Linked DNA regions of Mus musculus: all the other regions are linked to region 1. Evidence: chromatin contacts called from public HiChIP or PLAC-seq and promoter capture Hi-C data. All regions are on one chromosome and are shown on one strand. The core of a region is the stretch at or near the end of the contact, and the rest is flanking DNA. Distances in the headings are between cores, read along the strand shown.

Evidence for each region. Promoter capture Hi-C pulls out the DNA fragments that hold promoters and counts their contacts. HiChIP or PLAC-seq counts read pairs in DNA pulled down with a chosen protein or histone mark.
Region 2: an H3K27ac HiChIP or PLAC-seq map of microglia shows a contact between it and region 1, with 4 times the contacts expected there. The contact joins the enhancer-like site here to the promoter of Piezo1 in region 1. A contact is called at or near these places in 5 of 39 promoter capture datasets (the C10 cell line, cranial neural crest, fetal liver and 2 more), 1 of 484 Hi-C or Micro-C datasets (Th1 cells) and 3 of 115 datasets of contacts at active chromatin or transcription factors (effector CD8 T cells, embryonic stem cells and microglia).
Region 3: an HNF4G HiChIP or PLAC-seq map of pancreatic cancer cells shows a contact between it and region 1. The contact joins the enhancer-like site here to the promoter of Piezo1 in region 1. A contact is called at or near these places in 3 of 39 promoter capture datasets (hippocampal neurons, liver and pre-B cells), 4 of 115 datasets of contacts at active chromatin or transcription factors (epiblast stem cells, large pre-B cells, memory CD8 T cells and 1 more) and 1 of 9 other capture datasets (liver).
Region 4: a contact with region 1 is called in an H3K4me3 HiChIP or PLAC-seq map of fetal liver, with 4 times the contacts expected there. The contact joins the promoter of Cdh15 here to the promoter of Piezo1 in region 1. A contact is called at or near these places in 10 of 39 promoter capture datasets (the C10 cell line, cranial neural crest, embryonic stem cells and 6 more), 2 of 15 datasets of contacts at CTCF or cohesin (embryonic stem cells and pro-B cells), 10 of 484 Hi-C or Micro-C datasets (the G1E-ER4 cell line, the HL-1 cell line, the N1E-115 cell line and 4 more), 34 of 115 datasets of contacts at active chromatin or transcription factors (the 230-238 cell line, the HPC-7 cell line, the NIH/3T3 cell line and 25 more) and 3 of 9 other capture datasets (adipose tissue, liver and pancreatic islet).
Region 5: a contact with region 1 is called in a promoter capture Hi-C map of fetal liver, with 4 times the contacts expected there. The contact joins the enhancer-like site here to the promoter of Piezo1 in region 1. A contact is called at or near these places in 11 of 39 promoter capture datasets (the 3T3-L1 cell line, the C10 cell line, the HPC-7 cell line and 7 more), 22 of 484 Hi-C or Micro-C datasets (B cells, the Ba/F3 cell line, the C2C12 cell line and 15 more) and 5 of 115 datasets of contacts at active chromatin or transcription factors (embryonic stem cells, epiblast stem cells, large pre-B cells and 2 more).

What each region holds. Positions count from the first base shown.
Region 1 is chr8:122,548,891-122,553,002 of GRCm38.p6, forward strand. Piezo1 (piezo-type mechanosensitive ion channel component 1) reads right to left here and starts at 2,439. Exons shown (of 51, transcript NM_001357349.1): 1 at 2,085-2,439. The coding sequence starts at 2,148.
Region 2 is chr8:123,025,898-123,030,009 of GRCm38.p6, forward strand. All of the region lies in intron 1 of Ankrd11 (ankyrin repeat domain 11), which reads right to left. Among named protein-coding and RNA genes, the nearest start is that of Ankrd11, 14 kb to the right of the region's middle. Within about 2 kb of position 1,729, at least 71 of the 459 cell types and tissues checked have an H3K27ac peak or open chromatin away from gene starts, as enhancers often do. A contact at or near this core is called in Th1 cells, effector CD8 T cells and microglia, where this site is marked.
Region 3 is chr8:122,904,344-122,908,455 of GRCm38.p6, forward strand. The region is part of intron 4 of Ankrd11 (ankyrin repeat domain 11); the gene reads right to left. Gm39273 (a long non-coding RNA gene) reads left to right here. Exons shown (of 4, transcript XR_003947488.1): 2 at 1-1,619; 3 at 1,738-4,112. Among named protein-coding and RNA genes, the nearest start is that of Gm39272, 27 kb to the right of the region's middle. Within about 2 kb of position 2,203, at least 211 of the 459 cell types and tissues checked have an H3K27ac peak or open chromatin away from gene starts, as enhancers often do. A contact at or near this core is called in epiblast stem cells, liver and pancreatic cancer cells, where this site is marked.
Region 4 is chr8:122,846,700-122,850,811 of GRCm38.p6, forward strand. Cdh15 (cadherin 15) reads left to right here and starts at 1,675. Exons shown (of 14, transcript NM_007662.2): 1 at 1,675-1,830. The coding sequence starts at 1,789.
Region 5 is chr8:122,267,643-122,271,754 of GRCm38.p6, forward strand. It overlaps Zfp469 (zinc finger protein 469), which reads left to right. Exons shown (of 3, transcript NM_001362883.1): 3 at 1-4,112. The coding sequence ends at 3,722. Among named protein-coding and RNA genes, the nearest start is that of Zfpm1, 12 kb to the right of the region's middle. Within about 2 kb of position 1,974, at least 50 of the 459 cell types and tissues checked have an H3K27ac peak or open chromatin away from gene starts, as enhancers often do. A contact at or near this core is called in bone marrow-derived macrophages, embryonic stem cells, fetal liver and 1 more, where this site is marked.

The sequences.
Region 1 (4,112 bases), core at 1,189-3,688:
TTTAAGATGACTAACCTGTGAAGACCTTGTTTCCAAAACATAGGACTCAAACTGTTCAGAGGGTGGAGGGTGAGGGAGCCCTCACAAGAGATGGAGTGAACGTTCCACCTCCAGCAAGAGGTCCCGCAGTGATGACTACACCCCATAGAAATGAACAGGATGCCAGCATCCCCTACGTCACCACACAGAGCTCTTAGCTGGCTCTGTATCCCTTGCCCACCTCCCCAGGCATAAAGAAGACTGTTGGTGGCCAAGCCCACACCCAGGCTCAGTGTCAGGGTAGGTGTGGCCTGTGCCTAGATATGTTCTCATGAATGAATTTTATTGGGGGGACAGTTTGAGCCTAAGGAAAGACAGGAGCATTAGTCATCAATATTCTTTTGAAAGCTCCCCAGGTGACTAACACACAGGCTGGGTGGGAACCCCCAAAGCTGGCAAAGCCTCCTTCACATCCTAACCAGACTCAGTCTGGAAGCTTCCTCTGACACCCACATACTACAGCTGAAAAGCCAGGGGACCTCAGAGCCCAGACTGATCCTTGGAGGGTAAGGATAAATTCTAGCTAGTAGCACTGCTGTCCACGAGCTAAGAAATGATTTTGCATTTTTTTTTAACTGCTGGAAAAAAATATCAGAGTATTTCATGATGTGAAAGCATTCACCATCTGGCCTGTCAGAGAAAAGTCTGCCGGTTTTGTTTAAGCACGGCCCTTGTCTGTGAAAGAGGACCTCTTCCATGAAGATGGAGAAGCCTTTCTCTGCACACAACAGGACCACCTCTTCCCTGCCCTGCCCTCCTTGTTCCCAAGTGTTGACAGTCAGTGAAGGAGCCTGAGAAGCAGCTCTTGTTGAATCTTTAAGAAGGGTACCCGTCTTCTACATTCTCATCCACCCATTCTGCTTATATTTACAGTCTGACCGTCTACAGGCCAGCGAGGAAAAGAAGCCACAAATGTGGGCCCTAGACCTTGGCTCTCCTAAGTCCGGGCTGAGCTGAGGACAGTATCCGCTGGCCCCTCCTTTCAGAGCTCAATGGTTTTCATTGATTCCTGCCTTGAAAAATCCCCCCCACCCCCCCACCCCGGTCTCACCACATTTTGGTCCTACAAATCAAAACTTGGCCTGTGTGGAAGTCATTGCCCGGGTTGCCTGACACCCCCCGGAGCCTGTTCCTGAAACAGGGTGCACAAGCAGTGTCCGTGGAGAGATGGAGGGAATCACGCACAACCCCCCCACCTCCAACAGATGGACTTCCACGAGGCAGACCAACTTTCACAGTGGGTACACTGACTCTCTGTGGGCTAATTTAATCAGACCCCGAGGAAGGTCACATGTGGAGGGGTGCTGACTGCTTCAGGAGGTGTAAGGGGGTGAGCAGCTGGGCAAGGTGCCCTGGGTGAGGCTGGGAGGGCGGCAATGGAGCCCAGCACCTATGACACCAAAAGAGAGAAGCTCTTTGCAAGAAAGGGACGTATGCCAAGGTAGGGGATCTCCAGTTCTGACATCAGGCAGAGCCTCCTGGGGCGCCCTGTGCCCCAGTCCCTCTGGAAGGTAACCAAGTAGGGCACAAGGAAGACAGGAGCTTAGCATTGGACAGACAACCTCGGAACTGAGACTAAGAACTGCGCCTAGGGCTGGAACATTAGTTCTGGTAGGAAATTTCTGACTTGAAAAGCTCCAGGCAGAACGCCACCTTCTCCCAGATTGGTCAGGAAGTCATGATGCAAGTTTGATTTTTTTCTTTCTTTCTTTCTTTTTTCTTAACTACGAAAGAGAATAGAAAGTCGCGCTCCCCTCACAGCTCAGACACTAACAGCCCCTTGCCCGGGCCTCTCCTCCCAGCCCGCGTGGAGACGCCCAGCGCTATCTGGGGCTCTCGCGGACCCGCGCCTCGCCGTTGCCTGCCGTGCTTTCCACTCGGTGCCCGGGCCGGGCCCGCCGAGGCCGCCAGCGCGCTCACGCCTCTGGAATGCGAGCGCCCTGGGCCGCGAGTCCCGCGGAATCTCCTCGCCTATGCTCGCCCGCCGGGGCGGCGCGGCGCAGGGGGACGCGGACGCAGCCTTCCCGCCCGCGCCCTCCACTCACCCGCCAGGAGCGTGCAGGGCAGCAACAGCCAGTAGAGCCCGGCGCCCAGCACGTGCGGCTCCATGCCCCGCGGCCGGGGGACCGCCCGGGGTCGCGCCGCCGTGGCTAAAGGGAGGTGCGAGGGCCGGAGGAACCGCGCGCCATGGCACTCTGGGCGGGTCTCCGCACGTGCGGCGCGCGGCTGCTGTGACCTCCCGCCGGCCTCGATCTCGGGTCGCCGGCCGGCCCGGCCGCGCCCTCTGGTTCCCGACGGCCGGATCCCGCGCACGCTGGGTTGTCAGCCCGCCCGGCTCGGAACTCACGGCGGCTCGTGGAGGCCGAGCTGGGCCGGACGGCGACGCGGCGGCTCTCTCCCTGCTCCCGCCTGCGGGCCTTTATAAGCTCGGCCCCCGCCCTCCCTGGAGTGCCCGCCTCCGCGCTTCCCCCGACGGCCAGGCGCGCCCAGGCACCCCCTCGCTGCCCAGCGCAGTCTGCTCGAGCGCCGGCCCTACTAGCCTGGCTGGTGCCGGTGACCCGGAGACCTCGACCCGCGCGCCCCCCAAACCCTCCTTCAGCCCAGCGCAGTTACTCGCACTGTGCCCGTGGGGCGCTTCTCCCTGGGGCTCCGGGGCCTGGGACCCGGGGTGGGGGCAATACAAGAAGACTCCCAAAGACCTGACCCACTTAGTACCCACGCGCAACTGCGCCCCTCGTGGTTGGAGCAACTTTCGCTTTGTTCCCCAAGCCGTGATGGCGCAGCGCCCTCTGGGGGCTGTCAGAGTCCCTAACTGTGGCACTGGCGGCCACGCTGGCTAGGCCTTGGTGGTTGGGGTGGAGAGACACCTTACTGCTGTGGCATCAGACAGCTGCATCCCACTGTGGTCTGCGTTGGGGCTTTGGGACTGCTTCCAGTCACACCTGCCCCCACTGTGTGGCTTGGCTTTAGTCAGTGTGCTACAGACAGTAGCAAAAGCTGACAGAGCACCTGCTGTCCCATTGGTGGCCAGACAAGGTCTGAGTCCGGCACGTGCCCGGTACCTCACCCAAGCCGCCTTGGTTTGGCTCAGTCTTCCGTATTAAGGTGGATAGGAAAGACGAAATGAAAAGGGGTCAAGAACGGCACAGTTGGACCAAGTTCAGGATGCACTGGGAAATGAGTAGCATTAGGGGCAGAGGCTTAACCGGGAGCGGTGATGATGTGACCCTTTTGAGCCTCAAGGCACCAGCAGGCTAAAGTCAATCACACTTCAGAACCTTCAATTTTCCAGAACCACCAGAAATGCAGGCTTTCCCTGGACATATAGTATTTAAACTGCCTAGCTTGGTCTCCAAGACTCACCTCTAGTCTGACTCTGAAGGGGTGCTGCTAAGACACGGGAAGGTTCAGAAATTCATTCAGACCTGCTCCTTGAGCAGCAGTTCTCAACCTGTGGGTCGTGACAGCTATGGGCCTTGAACGACCCTTTCATAGGGGTTGCATAATAGATATCCTACATAACAGCTATTTACATTATGATTCATAAGAGTAGCAAAATTATAGGCCGGGCGTGGCCTTTAATCCCAGCCCTCGGGAGGCAGAGGCAGGCAGATTTCTGAGTTCGAGGCCAGCCTGGTCTACAAAGTGAGTTCCAGGACAGCCAGGGCTACACAGAGAAACCCTGTCTCAAAAAAAAAAAAAAAAAAAAAAAAGAAGTAGCAAAATTATAGTTATAGCAACAAAATAATTTTATGGTCAAGGGTCACCACAACATGAAGTGTCTTAAGGAATATTAATTAATTAATTATTAATTAATAATAAATAAAAATAATTAATAATAAATAAATAAGCAATATTAGAAATTAATTAAGCAATATTAGGAAGGTTGAGAACCACTGTCCCAAAGGAACTGAAATGTTTATGTCTCACAACCATTGAAGTAGTTGTAGGGTAAAAACAGAAAGGAACAAACAGGGGAACTCTCAAAAAAACTAAACTGTATCCTACAGTGTTGTAGCAGTTTAAAGAGCATCTGAAGACTCCCTGAATTGTGGGAGCAGCTTCTAAGATAC
Region 2 (4,112 bases), core at 479-2,978, 480 kb after region 1:
CCAAAATTCCAGAAAGAAAGTCACCCCAAAGGAATCTCCCTCCTAAACAACCTCAATGTCTTACAAAAACACGGTACAAAGGTGTCCACTGATGGCCACCACCACTGTGGAAGAGCTCTTCACCCCACACTGTCCTTCTAACTTCCCCACCCTGGTGACATCACTTAAAACAACTCTAAGTTCTCCCTGTGGCAACCACGTTAGACCTCTCATAAACAATTCTTTGTTCTTATTACCATAACTCTAACATCAAAGAAGCATATAACTCAACAATAGAAGACGCTGTTTGGTTTTTGGTTTTGTTTTTTAACAGAAAGGGTCTCAGCCCTGTGGTGAATGGCAGCTGTAATGCAGCATTTGAGGAAATGGTAAGAACTGGAGCAAGACTAAGGACAGCCTGGGATGTATGAGAGTTCAAGGCCAGCCTGAACTTTGAGGGGAAACTGTTGGGGAAAAACAAGCAAAAGCAAGGACTGGGGGTGTAGCTCTGGTGATAGTTCTGACCTAGCAGGCACGAAGCCCTAGGTTCATTCCGTCTCCAGCGGTATAAACTAGGCATGGACCTGACAGACTGACAACCATGACAGACTCCTGCAGCCCAAGCACTCGGGAAAATCAGAAACAAGGCTGCCACTGACTAGCTACACACAGAGAGTGAGGCTAGTATGAAATACAGTAAGACCTTGTCTCAAACATTGTTAACTATCTGTCAGACTTAATGCAGCACACACCTTTAATCCCAGCACTAGGGAGGCTGAGACCAGCCTGGTTCCAGTACCAGGATTGACAAAGCTACACAGAGAAACCCTGTCACAAAACAAATTAAATAAGCTAAAGGAGCCAGAAAGATGGCTCAGAGATTAAGAGTATTTATTGCTTTTGCAGAGGACCTGGGTTCAGATGAACACACGTGGTGGTTCACAACCAGGTATCAGGGGATCCGACATCCTCTTCTGACTTTTAGGCACCAGGTACACATGTGGTGCACATACATAAACGCAGGCAAAACACTTATTCCCAAAAAAATAAAATAAATACATCTAAAAAAGGCCTCACTCTGTAGCCCAAAGTGGTCTAGAGTCTCCCAAGCACTGGAATGAGGTGTGTGCTACCAAACCTGGCACTCAGCAGAACTAAACCTTGAATACTCAAACCATACAAAAGCTCTAGTCCAGCTGCATAAGCACTAAACAGCCATGCAGCCTTTGACAACTGTATGTACAGTGGATTCCTCTGGGTCCCCCTTGTTCCCAGGGCAACAGTCTCATCACTGGCAAGTCCCCTGAAAACCAGTCCTCAAGTTGGCAGTTAATTGGTTCAGAAAAGGGTCACATCTCTAGAACATTAACTGCTTTACCTACTGCACAGATCAATGAAGTCAGATAGAAAAACATCTCAAGCTTAAGGACAACTTATATTAAAACTGAAGGTTATTTTTAAAGGCCTAAAAAGTTATTTCCCTAGATTAACCAGCCCTGGATGCTTTCTATACAGATTTTATTGATCAACTGTAAATCCAAGAACTCAGGAGGCAGAGGCAGGCTGATTTCTGAGTTCCAGACCAACCTAGTCTACAGAGTGAATTCCAGGGCAGCCAAGGCTTCAACAGAGAAATCCTGTCTTGAAAAACCAATTAACAAACAAGCAAGAATAAAATATACTCAGAAACCGGAATTAGTATCAGGATAGTCATGTTAGTGCATGCCTATGGCTCACAAGTTCACGGTCTCTCTGGGCATTTTAGGTTAAGACTCTAATTCAAAATAAAAGGCTGAGCCGGGCGTGATGGCGCACGCCTTTGATCTCAGCGCTTGGGAGGCAGAGGCAGGCGGATTTCTGAGTTTGAGGCCAGCCTGGTCTACAGAGTGAGTTCCAGGACAGCCAGGGATACACAGAGAAACCCTGTCTCAAAACAAAAACAAACAAACAAACAAAAATAAAAGGCTGGGGATACATGGCTCAATACTAAAGCAAAAAACCCCAAAAGTACTAGAAAGGAAGAGGAAGAAGGAATTAACACGAGCATCAACTATTCATAGTGAGAGACGTCTACTCTGAGTCACATGCTAGGCTTGAGTCACAATGTGAATGCGGAATCTGATCCTCATCAATGCGTTTCTGTATTTCTCTTTTGTTAATCACTGGAAGGGGGAGAGGGCGGCAGAGATAAGGTGCACATCTTGCTATCAGAGGACAAATCTGAAGCAGCCAGTTCTCTCCTTCCACCCTGTGGAGTCGAGGATTAAACTCAGGTCATCAAGGTTGCCCGAAAAGCCCCCGACCCACTGAGCCATCTAGTTCATGCTGTGTGATTGTCTATCACCTCCACATCCTATTAAGTGACAGCTACATCCACAGGAGTACATGCCACAGGTCACTGGTAGCCACCAATGACAAATATCCACACAGCAAGTCTACAGAAGTGAGAAAGAATATGAGTTCCAGGTCTAGCTCTCCAACAACTCACTACAACACCTCCGCACATAGGTTTTATTTACTGGGTTTTGGGGGTGGGTATAGAGCATTTAAGGAGTTGTCTTACTATAAGGCTGGCCCCAAACTCCTGGCATCCCTGGGATTGCCAGCATAGACCACTATATCCAGTTTGGATTAGTCACTTTAGCATAAATGTGAGCAGGAAGTAACACCCACACACCAGACTCCATACAAAGGAAACATAAAAAATTAAAAATTAATACATGGGCTACAAATCTCACCACTCCCATTTCACACCCACAACCTACCTTCTAGTTTCCCCCATAAGTAACAGGTTCCATTTTCAAAAGTAAAGTTCAGTACCACAATATTAAATATACAACTCCCTGAGTCTGTTATTTAACCTTCCATGAGTTTTAGGTCTTGGACACCACTGGCCTCAGAGTCTGCGGATGGAGGCAGGTTGGCTCCCTTTCTCTTAACAGCCCATGGAGAACTGACTTCAGCCCCAGCTACAAACACTTCAAAACCAAACAGCTTTGATAGGCCCACTTGTTTTTAAGTTTTTTGGTCTTTTAATTTCACTCACTGAAAACATATCCCTCAAAAGCATTCTTGAACAAGAAAATGAGCCAGCATTGTTTGGGTAAGGCACCAAAAAAAAAAAAAAAAAAGGCCACACCAAGCAGGACAGCCTGCCTCAGGGCCTTGTCTCTCCATCCCACTGTACCACAGTTCTGTGTGCCAACAGCAACAATCCCCTGGTCCCCTAAAGAGTCAGGACTCAGGATTCTGGTCCCCTAAATCCATCCCAGTCCAGTAAGACAGCAGTGCTAGATTAGCAACTGTGGTAGGGAAATAAACAACAAAGTAAGCTGTGACACTGTTGAAAAGGAGACAGTTCTGAAAAAGCTTTCCATAAAAATCAGTAAAGACCTGAGTGTGCATGCACAGCCTTCGGGGTGAGTGAGTGAGCGTGCACAGCCTTCGGGGTGAGTGAGTGTGTGCACAGCCTTCGGGATGAGTGAGTGCGTGCTCAGCCTTCGGGGTGAGTGAGTGTGTGCACAGCCTTCAGGGTGAGTGAGTGTGTGCACAGCCTTCGGGATGAGTGAGTGCGTGCTCAGCCTTCGGGGTGAGTGAGTGTGTGCACAGCCTTCAGGGTGAGTAGGGTGAGTGAGTGTGTGCACAGCCTTCGGGGTGAGTGAGTGAGCGTGCACAGCCTTCGGGGTGAGTGTGTGCACAGCCTTCGGGGTGAGTGAGTGTGTGCACAGCCTTCAGGGTGAGTAGGGTGAGTGAGTGTGTGCACAGCCTTCGGGGTGAGTGAGTGAGCGTGCACAGCCTTCGGGGTGAGTGAGTGTGTGCACAGCCTTCGGGGGCATCTGGCACCTCTGCAGTCATGCCAAGCTGCCATATTTAGTGCACTGCCCTCTTACACTCGGAAAGCTTACTTGGACTTTTACAGGGAAAAAGAAAAACCCTGTACATTTTTAAATGTTTAAACTGACTCAGCAGTTAATACTTGCTACTCTTGCAGAGAACTCCGAGTTCAGTTTTCAGCACCCACAAGAGGCTCGCCACCAGCCCTAACTCCAGTATCAAGGGATCCAATACCCTTTTCTCACCTCCTTGGACACCAGGGACACACATCCATACATGCAGGAAAAGCCTCAGACTCA
Region 3 (4,112 bases), core at 953-3,452, 360 kb after region 1:
AGTTTGCCATCATTCCTACCAGGAACAAGTTCAGTGAACACCGTAACAGATCCCAAAACAACCTCCCCATCAAATATCTGAGCAAGTCGTGGAATCTAGAGTAACTTAGCTACAGTATTTCTGGTCACCAAGTCCCAATCCTAACACAGCAGGTAGAGGGTTCAACAGAGTGTTCTCAGCAGCCCAACACGCAGCACAACCTCATTGAGTAACAGTGGTGACTGCAAACCGCACTCCTGACTTAGTGGTATCTTTTTGTTTCATTTTTAGGGCAGCCATAATTAAGAAAGCCTGTGCTGAGATGCGTGACCCTCTTAGCTATGCGCGGTGGCCTTCTAGACCTTGTTCCTCCTTCTGAGAAATGGACTAGTCACCTGTAGCGTGGCAGTGAGGCCAGACTCAAGAAAACAATAACTTGGCTTCTATGACCTCTGCAGGTCGTTTCCCAATTTCTAACTGAGGGGAACACTGGTTCTCACTGCACCGCATGAGTCCAGAAGAACACAAGTGATGTGAGCGTCTCGACCCAGACAACAGGCAGGCAGCACGATCTACAAGCTGCCCCTTACTATGCTAAATGCATGCTAAAGATTGAAAAATACAGAAATACAAATCCAGGCATGCACTGAGACCTGGATACCAGCAGCTGGGAGCAGAAGCCCCTCCTAATACTAAGATCCTAACAGATGAGGCAGAAGTAGCACAGGCAAGGGCTCACGGCCCTCAGTGTGGAGCTGGGAGCACACTACCTGGCTCCTATACTCACATGTCTGTCACTCCTCCTCTTGTCTTCCTTAAGGATCTCTGCTGTGCTCTAACCCCAAACACCTTTCACATTGGCTAATTTTGATGTCTCATTGCTATAAATGCTAAATAACAGTCCTGAGCCTTCGTATCAAGTAGATATATTACTTTGTTCTGGTTTGCCCACCAGACCATCTGCCTCTGAATTATGGAAAATACACAATTTGAAACTGAAATTACTTTCTTTGCTAGTCCACAGTCTTCTCTGTGAAGAAAAAAATGGAAAGGGCAAATGGCTGAGAAATATACCAGACCAACCACCAAGTCCATGAAGCATTTTATTTGGCTCTGGTTGTTCACAAGCAGTCACACTGTGGTTATTAGGGCAATCAGCAGGTTCTCCACGCCACGCCCTTTCCCTGCCAAGCCCTAGCCTGTGAGTCAGTGACCTGGCAGACAGATGCACTCTGCTTTCTCACTTGCCATGGTCTAGCATCTGCCAATATGCAGCCCAGAGTTACACCATCTAGTGAGCAAGAGGACAGAAAAGCCTCATTAGCGTGTGTGCACATGTACACACACACAGCCTCTTACACCAAGCATTCCGAGTTCCATATAGCCAATGGCAAGAGAATCCCTCAGTTTTTCCTCTCCCACAGAAGAACTGAGGGATCAAGCCCCGAGGAATGAACGCTTCAGTGGGTGTCTAAGACTCATGAGTCGACCGAACGCTGTACAGACCCGAAAAGAGGCTCAAAGGCACAGCGGTGGAAAAAGTTAATTCTCTCCCTTCTTCCAAGGAAGCACTGTACTGGGAAGCCAGTTTTGACTTCATACGCAATGGGGCAGGTGGATTCTGTGTGAGCCCTAGAAAGGTAGGTAGGGTAATTTATAGATTTTTAAATTAGTGGAAAAATTTTCAACAGAGACCAAATTTTAAGCAAATCACGTAATTCCATAACGAAGGTTTTTTTTTTTTTTTTTTTTTTAAAGTAGCCCTAGGTGGCCTGCAGGTCATAGAATCTACTTGCTTCCCATGCTCCAGGATCAAAAGGTTGTGATGTCACACCAGGCCTCGGGAACTCTACAGAGACCAGACCGAGAGTGGGAGGAAGAGCCTTTCCTCACCAGGTGATGTATGTGGTCAACACCAAAGACCTGGTCTGGAAGAGGCCCTGAGGGAGTGGAGATGGTCTTACAGTCTGAGATGAGGGTACCGGCTCAGACAACCAGGTCTGTTATGTCCCAGTCTCGCCAGTGTCACAGGGGGTCAGGACATGCTCCTGTCCACAGCTCCTGGGCATCATGATCGCAGGCATGTTCCATCTTGAGGTCTATCTGAACACCTACAGCATCTAGCTGCGGCATAAGCATCACAACACTGATAGACAGCCTTGGGAGGGCAAGCTTTTTCATCAGGCTGACTCACAACAGACAAAACTGTACTGTTCTTGGCAGGATGCCCTCAGTCCTGACTAAGCACTGGGGAAGCCGCACCTCCAGTGGGCTGGGCCATTGGCAGCAGGGTCTGGGAAACAGGAAAAGTTTGTACGGTTTGGTCATTTAAGGCCAGCCAGCTTCTTGCCACTTGAGGGCACAGTAAAGGACGCTCACTATTTGCTACTAGGAACCCTGACTGGAATGAGGGTGGGAGGGTACCCCTTGTGTTACTGGGGTAGACCGCATTTGTCATCAAGGATGAGTGCTAAACTGTACATTATCAGCAGAGGGCGCTGGAGGAACACTGGTCAGGAAAGGATAAGCTATTGGCCTAGGGCACTGCAAGCATTTGTCTGTAAAAACCTTTCAAAACTAGGAGGTGCCTTAGTATGACTGAGTCACACACCTCCAGGGAGGTCTGACAACCCTATCAAGATGACCAGAGAGATCCTATCTTGGTCACTATTTCATCGAGTTAAAAATATCAGCACTTTTCCAGCTTCCAGAACTCTGAGCCAAAATAAACCTCTTTATTACACAGGGGGAAAATATCAATCCCACAATTCTTTGCGCACCCATTCTGAGTATTCTCCATCCTGAATGAGGTGGTGGGTGCCACTGCAGAAGCCCCTGCAGACAAGATGCCATCCACTCCATCATACCCCGTTTGTAAGCCAGCACTGCATCTCTGGGTAGGAGAATAATACCCAGTACTTCCTGAGGCATCCAGCTCACCAATGTATAGAAGAGAAAGATTATAAAGTGTGTGTGTGTTTGTGTGTGCGCGAGCGCGCGCAGAACCCAATGGATGAAGACAAACCAATACTTCCAGTACTTAGGAGATGAATGCAAAAGGATCCAGAGGTGGAAACCAGCCTGAGAAAACTGACAAACCCCATCTCCAAGTATAGAGATGCCTAAGGCTGGACGTCTTAAACAACACCAACAGTAGCGAGTTTGCACATAGGCTTCGGGTTCCATTTCCAACGAAGGAAGGAGTAGGAAAGGAGTGGATCCAGTCTTCACTGGAGCTGCGAGACCCGACTCACAAACGTTATAAAGAAGTCAGCCACGGATAGGACAGTAGACACAGCGCTGGCCAGTCACCCATCTCTAGCTAGGTCTACAGTTCAGTCTTCCTGAAAACGCTACCTGCCAAAGCTGAGCCTGTGCCTGCCTCAGGTCAGGTGTGAACATGAACAGTTTGACAGCACACCAACAGCGAAGGCTGAAGGACAATCTAGAGTGCAGTGGTGCAGAGCCTCACAGAGGCCTCCACAGATGGACAGACTTCCCTCCACAACCACAACAGGAGTCAGAGCACTCTCCTGAGCAATGCAAGGACCGCCACTTGCCTTATGAATCCCTACAAACAATGTTAAAACACACGCGCGCGCACAGACACACACAGACATTCAGGTTTGATGTGGTCTTCTGGTTATGTCCTGATGAGCTCACGGGGCTGTCATCCCTCCACTCCAGCACTACGGCAGAACAGAGGTGTAGGGAAGCCTGCTATCCACATGTCTACCATAAGTACCCACATACTTCTGCTTTTCCTTACAAGTATCTGTGACAGAGGGTGCGACATCCATGCAAGCCTTTATAAACCTCCCACCCCGAGACATCAGCAGCCTCATCTCAACGTCCTCAGTGCTAGGAGATGACAGACATGAAACCCAATGCTTCACCCCAGGCTTCCTCTGCCATTTGTGTTCTACTGCCCCAGAGGCCTTAAAAAAGGGGGGAGGAGAAAAGACCAGTAGAGTGGAGTCCTGCCTGCATCATCAAATTCAGAAGGATATGCAAGCCAGTAGCAGACCCCAGGGTTCTCCTTGAGCAAGACAGAATCCGACTGGGAACGTACACAATGAAAGGTGCTAACCCCAACCCGTATATGCTCCTGTTCTGCATTCTTAGACCTATCC
Region 4 (4,112 bases), core at 425-2,924, 300 kb after region 1:
GACAGCATATAGGGCCAGCCATATAGGGGCTGCACCCAGCAGGAGGCCAGAGGAGGAAGGAACAACCTTGGTTGAGATGGGAGGGTGTTCCCTTGACCGAAGCCGTGGAGCTGGGCATTGAGGGATGCGTAGGAGTTCTCTAAGTAACAGCGGAAGGAAAGCATGCTCCAGGCAGGGCACCTCAAAGAGCATGGTGACCGTGGAGGAAAGGGGTGGACAAAGAGCACTTGGAGGTGAACTAACAGCTGTGCGTCAGAACGGCTGTTGGGGCAGAATGGGGGGAAAGGTGTTGTGGTGGACCAAGAGCCACCTGGACGTCTTCATCCAGGCTGATACAGATCTATTGGGGTCGGATCAGCATAGGGTCAGATGGGTGTGAGCGCAGGCAAGTTGGAAAGCCTCTAGCTTGTGGGTAGTTTAAAGCCACTGGACCAATGGAGGCCTGAGGGAGAGAGTGAGGAGGGAAAGCCCAACCAGCCTGGAGTCCCTGGCCACTGGGCCACACACTGCCTGGGGAAGGGGCTGGGAACTCTGGCTAAGCTGACGGGGTTCAGGAAACATGGGCACAAGCCTGGTGCAGCCTTTCTAGTCAGGGACTGGGACCTCAGTCATGTATGTAAATCAACCAAGTCTCTACCAATGCCCGCGGGATCTGTCCAGGACAGTGGAGTGGACCAGCAGGGACCAGGCACCCTCCCTTCGTGCCTGTCTTGGGCCTTGGATCCAGTAACGTCTCCTGCCTTCTTCAGTGCAAGCCAGAAGGATCACGCCCATGGCCGGCTGATGTCAGCGAGGGCCATCCAGAAGCTATCAGCAAAGAAGATATCCCACAAAATCATGGTGACTGCTGCATACATGTGGTGTGGCGGGAGATGCAGGGGGTAGGCAAAGGAGCTCTGGCCAAAGGCAGAGTGGCCCGTGGGGTGAGACCTGGGCCTGAACCCCTTAAGAATAAGCCACATGCCAGTCTTTCTTGCCCTTCACTCAGCCTTCAGGAGCCTCTGATGTGTTCTGGAAGAGCAAACCTGAACAGGCAATCCAAACGTGACCCCCAATCCTCCTGCTCCTTCCTCTGGGTTAGGGGCCACTTTGGGGTTTTTTGGTTTTGCTTTTTGTTTTTTGAGACAGTTTTTCTACATTGTCTGGGCTGGCCTAGAACTCACTATGTAGAGCAATCTGGCCTCTAACTCATAGGGATCTGCCTGCCTCTGGATTAATATTAAAGGTATGGGCTACTGTGCTTGGCTCCCTCCATTCTTCTACAAGCTTGGGTCTCTCTGGACAGCTGCCACAGGCCTCAGTCCCAGCCTACGGCATGCTGAGTTCTTCCCCAATGTCCACTCCCCGCCCCCCTACATGCTGTCACTCAGTCCAGGAGCCCCCTACAACACATGTGCTGACCTCAAAACTTTACAGAGCCTCCCTCAGGCACTGATCACATATGCTGTCACTCAGATCGCCCCCCCCCCCCCATCACTTTGCTCTGGCTCTGCCTTGCATCTTTCACACTACACTCTTGTGGCTGTCCAGGCCCACCTACATGTGCTGTCACTCATCTCTGATCCCGCCCATGACTCTGCCCCCCATGCAGTCACTCAGCCCTAGCCCTGCCCAGACCCCGCCCTGGCCCCGCCCCACCACACACGTGCAGTCCCTTGGCCTGCTCCCCAAGCACTTGCGCTGTCACTCAGCCCAATGCTCTCAGCGTGGGGGTAGAAGAAGCACCACCGCCCGTTCCACCGGCCGCCCAGTCGGCCACTTGTCCTCGGCTCTTCCGCCACTGCCTCAATGGGTTCTGCTCTGCTCCTCGCCCTCGGGCTGCTTGCCCAGGTAAGCTTGTAAGCCCTGTGGCATCCCTTCCTCTAGCTTTGGGATAGCTTTCCTGGGACCACTGGCCTGGAGTGTCTTTGGGGGAACCTGAGAGCTGCGGCCTGCAGTGTCCAGGGTGGGCCGCACTCTCTGAAGCATTGTAGGAAGGGGTGTCCTGTGTTTAGGGGCTTCCAGAGGGAGGGCGACTGACCTGCACATCAGTGAGCAAAATGGTTCAGGACTGGAAGCATCTCTGAGGCACGGGAACAGCCATTGGGCTGTCCCTTCAGTCTGGAAGCATATCACAGGTGCTCCCTGGAGCCTCCCAGAGCCTAAGGGTGGCCAGTCTTGAGAGGTCTTTCTATTCCAGAGCACGAGGCAGAGAGAAGGGGCAGAAAGCCACAGTGTCTGTAACACTTATGCCCCTGGTTGGTCTTGGTGGTGCCTGAGTCTCTACCCAGTGGTCCTAGAGGAGCTGCAACGCTTCCCTACAGGACCTAAGAATCCAGAGAAAATAACTCCAGGCCAGAGTAGCCCAACACACTCTCAGTTCACACTGCCTTTGACCTGACCGGGCCAGCGGCTGTGCCTGGATCCGCCTGGAGATGGAGTGATCTGTGGTCCCCAGATCAGTCAGTCTCTGGTACCCTGTCTTCTTAACATGGCACAAAGAAGGATGGGTAAAGCCCAGGTCCCCAGTTTTTCCTGCTGTTGGCAGTCCTCAGACTGGCTGCTGAATGGTCCTGGACTGGCCAGAACGGGAATGTGGATTCTGTGGTCCCTGCCAGGGTCCCTTTCCACAGAGATGTGCACTGAGGCTGTGGCCAGCCTCTGCGCCCAGAGGCAACAGGTGGCGAGCACAAAGAATTGCTGTGTGTGGAGAGAGGTCAACCAGCATTGCATGGGTGTGTGGTGGGGGGTCCGTCCCTTCCGGGAACACACTTCAGGACTTCCTTGGTTCCCTCAAATTCCCACAAAGCCTTGCAACTCTACTCAAGTTTCAGTTCTCGGCAGCTGACAGGAGCCTGGCCAGAGAGCCCCCCTTGCAGCTGGCCCTGGGTCATCAGCCCTACACTTCCAACCAGCAACACCCCAGCTTTGGGGGCCCACATTCCCTTACCTGGGCACATCTGCTAGGCTAGTTAAGACCCAACACAGAACCCCAGTCTTGTGCATAACGCCCTGACCCATCAGAGCCCCCTCCATACCCTGGGCTGGGATTTGCTCCCCACTGGCTACAGTAACAGCACCCCCAAGGCTGGAGGGTGGGTAGTGTTGGGTAGCATTCTTCTCCCCCTCCATCACCAAGCCCCCCCTCTCTGTTGCACTAGGGCAACTGCCCCCCCCCCAGGCATCTGGAGGCCCCGGCAGTCAGGTGGGGGCAAGGACCCGCCCCGCCCCGAGGCCTGGCCTCCTGCACTTACTTCACAGCAGCACTCAAATTAGCTCCAGTGCCTGGGGAACTTTTCCTACCTCCCCCAAATGTGCCCCCCCCCCAGCTTTAGTGCTTCTGTAGGCTTTTGTCCACACACCAGGTCCTGGGGCTGCTGCCGTCTGGTCATTCTTGCTTCCTTACTGGGCTTTTCCCTGGCTACCCTGGCCCAGCTGCTCTGTCTTGGGCTCCTCTGTTTGGGGTTGGAAGTGGGCTGTGCACGGATTCAGATTCGCAGCTCACTCCATGGCCTCCCTATCCTGGCTCCCTCTGGAATCTGAGCTTCCAGAACTCCATGGCAGCACCAGGGGGTGTATTGCGTTCAAAACTGGTCCCCGCCAGGCCTCAAATTTTAGCTGCTCAGGAAGCTGAAGCAGGAAGATCACAAGTTCACGGCCAGCCTGGGCAATTTACTGATACCTCACCTCAAAAGAAAACTAAAAGCTGCCAAGGCTGTAGCCAGTAGAACACTTGCTAAGCACGCTTGAGATCTGGGGTTCTAATCCCAGTATCATCCACACATTAGTACTAGCACTCATAAAGATGACCCCCTCAGCCCCTGCACTTGGGGTTCAGTCTCTCTAATTGCTACTCCTGAGCTGGGTTGCGGTGCATCACGGATAGTCCAGAGAGATGCCTGCCCACCTCACCTCTGTCTAGGAACCAATGAAGCCGTGTGGAGTCTGCAGGAAAGATGGGTCTCAGCAGTACTTTGGGGGACTAGTCACTGACACTGAGAGAGAGCCTCATCTCTAGCAGGTCCAGCCAGCAGCCTGTAGTGACTCAGGCTGGAGGCAGGCTGCTCACAGTCCTGAGCACTGTGCCCAGCCTGTGCTGGCAGGCAGGCAGGCAGGCAGGACCAATCTGATCG
Region 5 (4,112 bases), core at 724-3,223, 280 kb before region 1:
GAGGATGCAGGCCAGCTGTCAGGCCTCCACCTCCATCCTCCACAGGAGGACCCAGAGCACTGGAAGATGCTGAAGACGTTGGTCCAGGGGCCCTGTGTACAGAGGAGGTACCAGCACAGAAGGCCCCCCAAGAGCATCCGGTCTGTCAAGGGACGATAGAGAAGGAGCATCCGGTGGAACAGAAGGCCACCTGGACACAGTGGTTCTGGGGACCAGAAGAGGCCACGGCATCGGACATTAGTGGAGAACCTTCACGGGCTATTGAGAGCCAGCCTACAGAGGACCACACAGGAGTCAAAGGCAGGTCCGATGAGGGCACTGGGAAAGGGACACCTGACTTACCTGACAGGACACACAGTTCTGAAGTGGACAACACCATCAGTAGCTACCCCCAGGGACCTATCAAAGACCCGGAAACCCAGAATGAAGTCCACGGGTCGGATGGCGCCCCCAGCCCAGAGCAAAGGGACCCTCCAGACTTGTTCGATGATGACATCTCCTTCTCTCGGCTCTTCCCCCTGGATGGCCGCCTCACTCAGAAGAACCTACGAGTCTATGGGAAGCGCTGCCAAAGGCCAAAGTGCCCATCACCGAAGGAGCCCATCGCTGAGGTGATAAACAGTGTCTCACTCGGCTCCACGCGCCTGCCTACCGATCTCAGTGACTCGGGCTCTCTCTGCCTGTCCCGAGAGGAAGAGGATGTGTGGGATGATGAAGTCATGAGTTTGCCCGAGTCCCTCCTCCTCGATGGCCTTCTAAGCAATAAGACACCTGGCCTTGACCCATGGACCCCCAGCCTCAGCCTGTGGGCCCTGGAATCCGACAGGCAAACCAGCTGCGTGGAGGAGAAGCCTTCCTGCTTGATGGAGAACCAAGATGAATGGTCAGAGCCCATCCCGCAGCTGCACATGGTCCCAGCAGCCTGGCGGGACCTGGAACACTGTAGCCCAGCCTGTGAGACAGCCTCTTCTGTTGGAGACATGAGCCCGGAACCCCCTAACCTAGAAAGGGAACATGACAACAGGCCTCCTGGAAATGCCAGCCTGCCCCCACTTTACGTTAAGGACTTTGAGGCTCTCAGCACCCAGCTGGAGATACAAGACCTGTGCTTTCTGAGACCCTGTAGTGACCTTGTTGAACTCTCTAACCCAGGCGCCCTAGACTTCCAGGTCACAGCAAATTCACAAGGCCCTCCAGACAAAAGAATGGAGGGAACTGCCCGGGCCAGACGAGCCAAAGGCAGAGACCTGCGGGTGAAGGGCAAGAGGGCCTCCTACAAGTGCAGGGTGTGCTTCCAGCGGTTCCATAGCCTGGGCGAGCTGGATCTCCATAAGCTGTCGCACAGCCCCTCGCCGCCCCCAACTTGCTACCTGTGCGTGGAGCGCAGATTCAGTTCCCGGGAGCTTCTACGGGAGCACTTGTGGGAGAAGCACGTGCAGGGCAAAGCAGGGCCGTGGGCCTGTGGCATGTGCCTGAAGGAGGTGGCTGATGTCTGGATGTACAACCAGCACCTTCGGGAGCACGCAGCCCGCTTTGCCCGAAATGGCCAGGCGCGGCGAGCCTTAGGAGACCTGCCCGGGTGCTTGGAAGGGGAAAGCGCCCTCACGCACTTCCTGAACACCATTGTGGAGCGAGCATCCAAACCCCAGAGGACCAAGCGCTCGATCGGCAAAGACAGTAGGGAGCCATCAGAGCAGGAAGGAGACGCTGGAAAGAAAACCCCAAGAAGGATGAAGCGCAAGGCACGTGCCTCGGTCACCCCCAGCCAAGATGGCGCCGAAGGAGGCAGCCTATCCGTTCTGACCAGCAGTTCTGCCACCTGCTCTGACTCTGCCAAGACGCCCCCCGCCCCGTCCCCAGACCCTTGGTCCCACGGCGAGTCCCCGCTCCAAGCTGTACCAGTGCACGAGGACTGCAAGGACCCCTCCCGTGACTGCCACCACTGTGGGAAGCAGTTCCCCAAGCCCTTCAAGCTGCAGCGCCACCTGGCGGTGCACAGCCCACAGCGCGTCTACCTGTGTCCCCGGTGCCCGCAGGTCTACCCTGAGCCCTGGGAGCTGAAGGTACACCTGGGCCTGACCCACGGGGTGACAGAGGAGAAGGAGCTCCCACACGTGCCTCTCTATGCCTGTGAGCTCTGCGCCAATGTCATGCACGTCATCAGGAGGTCCTTTGTCTGCAGCTCCTGCAACTACACCTTTGCAAAGAAGGAGCAATTCGACAGGCACATGGGCAAGCACCTGAGTTGCGACCTGCAGCCCTTCACACTCCGGAGTGTTAAGCGGCCAGGGGTTCCTAGGAGGAAGACCCGTGTCTCCCAGGATGTGCTACCCAGCAAGCAGAACAGGCTGATGGCGCCCTTCAGTCCCCCTGAGCTCAGCACTGACAGAATCCCCTCCACAACCAGCCCTACACCAAGTGAGGTGTCCCTTCCTGCACTGCCCCTAGCGCCTAGCCTCATCCTGGACCAGCCCAGTTCTCAAGAGAACCCTGTGGACCAGGCAGACCACTCACCCAGGGGGAACAACCTACCACTGAGTGGCCAGGATCTTCCACCTCCGTCTCTGTCTCCTTTCTCAGCTGCCTCAGCTGAAGGTACAGGCGGCTGCTGCAAGCTGAACAGAACCCTGGAGAAACCAGAACACGAGGCTTCCTTGGGAAGCCTTGAGCCATGTAAATGGCAGGCTCTGGTAGGGGAAAAGAGGGCCCTTCACCTGTTCCCAGGAAAACACAAGAGTCCAGGCAACGGAGACAAGTGTGCCCCTGGGTGTTCCCCAGGGCACCCCTCTCAGCTCCAGGAGAGGCTAGTGACCACACACCACATGGCACCTGAGGGGAGAATAGAGGGTCCCTCCCAGAAGGGCAATGCCACCAAACCAGGAGCCTACTCAAGTACCTCCCATCACAGAGCAGCAGAGCCCACCAAAAAAGCACTGAAGCCACCAGCACCACCCCGAAAACCAGGAGGGATGGGGATCCCAGCCGCAGAGCTGGTCTTGAGTCCTGAGGACAGGGTAAAGCCCAACACTTCTAAAGGTAAACTGCGAGGCACCCCTCAGAGCAGTGGAGGGCTCCAGCCTGGCACTCAGACAGGGGGTGGCAGCCAGCCCCAGCCAACCAGTGGGCAGCTCCAAAGTGAGATGGCCTCCACCCCTACTGAGCCCAGCTGTCCTAGCTGGGCGAGCTCCACCCCGGACCAGCCCCCACCTCGAGCCCACACCAAGGGTAGCACCAGAGGGCCTGGGGACGCTGTTCATCAGGGGGTCCAAGTGCATTCAAGTCCCAGGGAGAAAAGAGAAAGCCATGGAAGACAAAGGAAGGGCCAGGCCCTGGGACTGGGCAGACATGGAAGCGTGGGAAACACTGGGAAAGCCCCCTTGGCCCCCGACAAGTCATCCAGGGCCCCCCGAAAGCAAGCAACTCCCAGCCGAGTTCCCCCTGTCAAGTCGAGACCCAGTGGCCAGAGCAGCAGGGCAAGGCCACAGCCATCAGCACAGCGGAAAGGGGATCCAGGCCACACTTCAGAAAAGGGCTCTTTGCCCCAGGCAAGAGCCCTGTCCAGGCCCTACAAAAGGGTCAGAGCTCTCCATGTCAGTGGTGTTGCGCCTATGGAGCCCCGAGACCGCCGGACTGCAGAAGCCCAGAGCGACCTCCTCAGTCAGCTGTTTGGGCAGAAGCTGACCAGCTTCAGAATCCCTCTGAAGAAGGACAGTTCCCAGTGACCCAAAAGAGAGGATGCGTGGGTGCCCGGCTGATGGGCTTCTGTCTGGCCTCCAGCATTGGAGACAGCTCCCTGGTAGACCCACTGCCTGTTTCTCTGCACCTGAGTTTCCAGATTCGAGGCCTGAGAACAGGGCTTTGGCTGGAAGGCTGGGAAGGACCGGTCTCTACCGCCCAGGGATCACCTGCTTCCCTAGTGTCAAGTACTTGAAGAGAGCAGGTTGCATCCCATCACCGCCACCACACCCTGTTGGCCAGGTGTCTCGTGCTGTAAAGCTTGTGTTTGAGGGTTTGCACAGGGTTCCCCGTCTCTTAGCAGGGAAGCACACAGTGGCAGCTGCCTTTTCTGCTGCCATTGTTAAAATTCCAAAGTGTCATGGGAGAGGGCCATG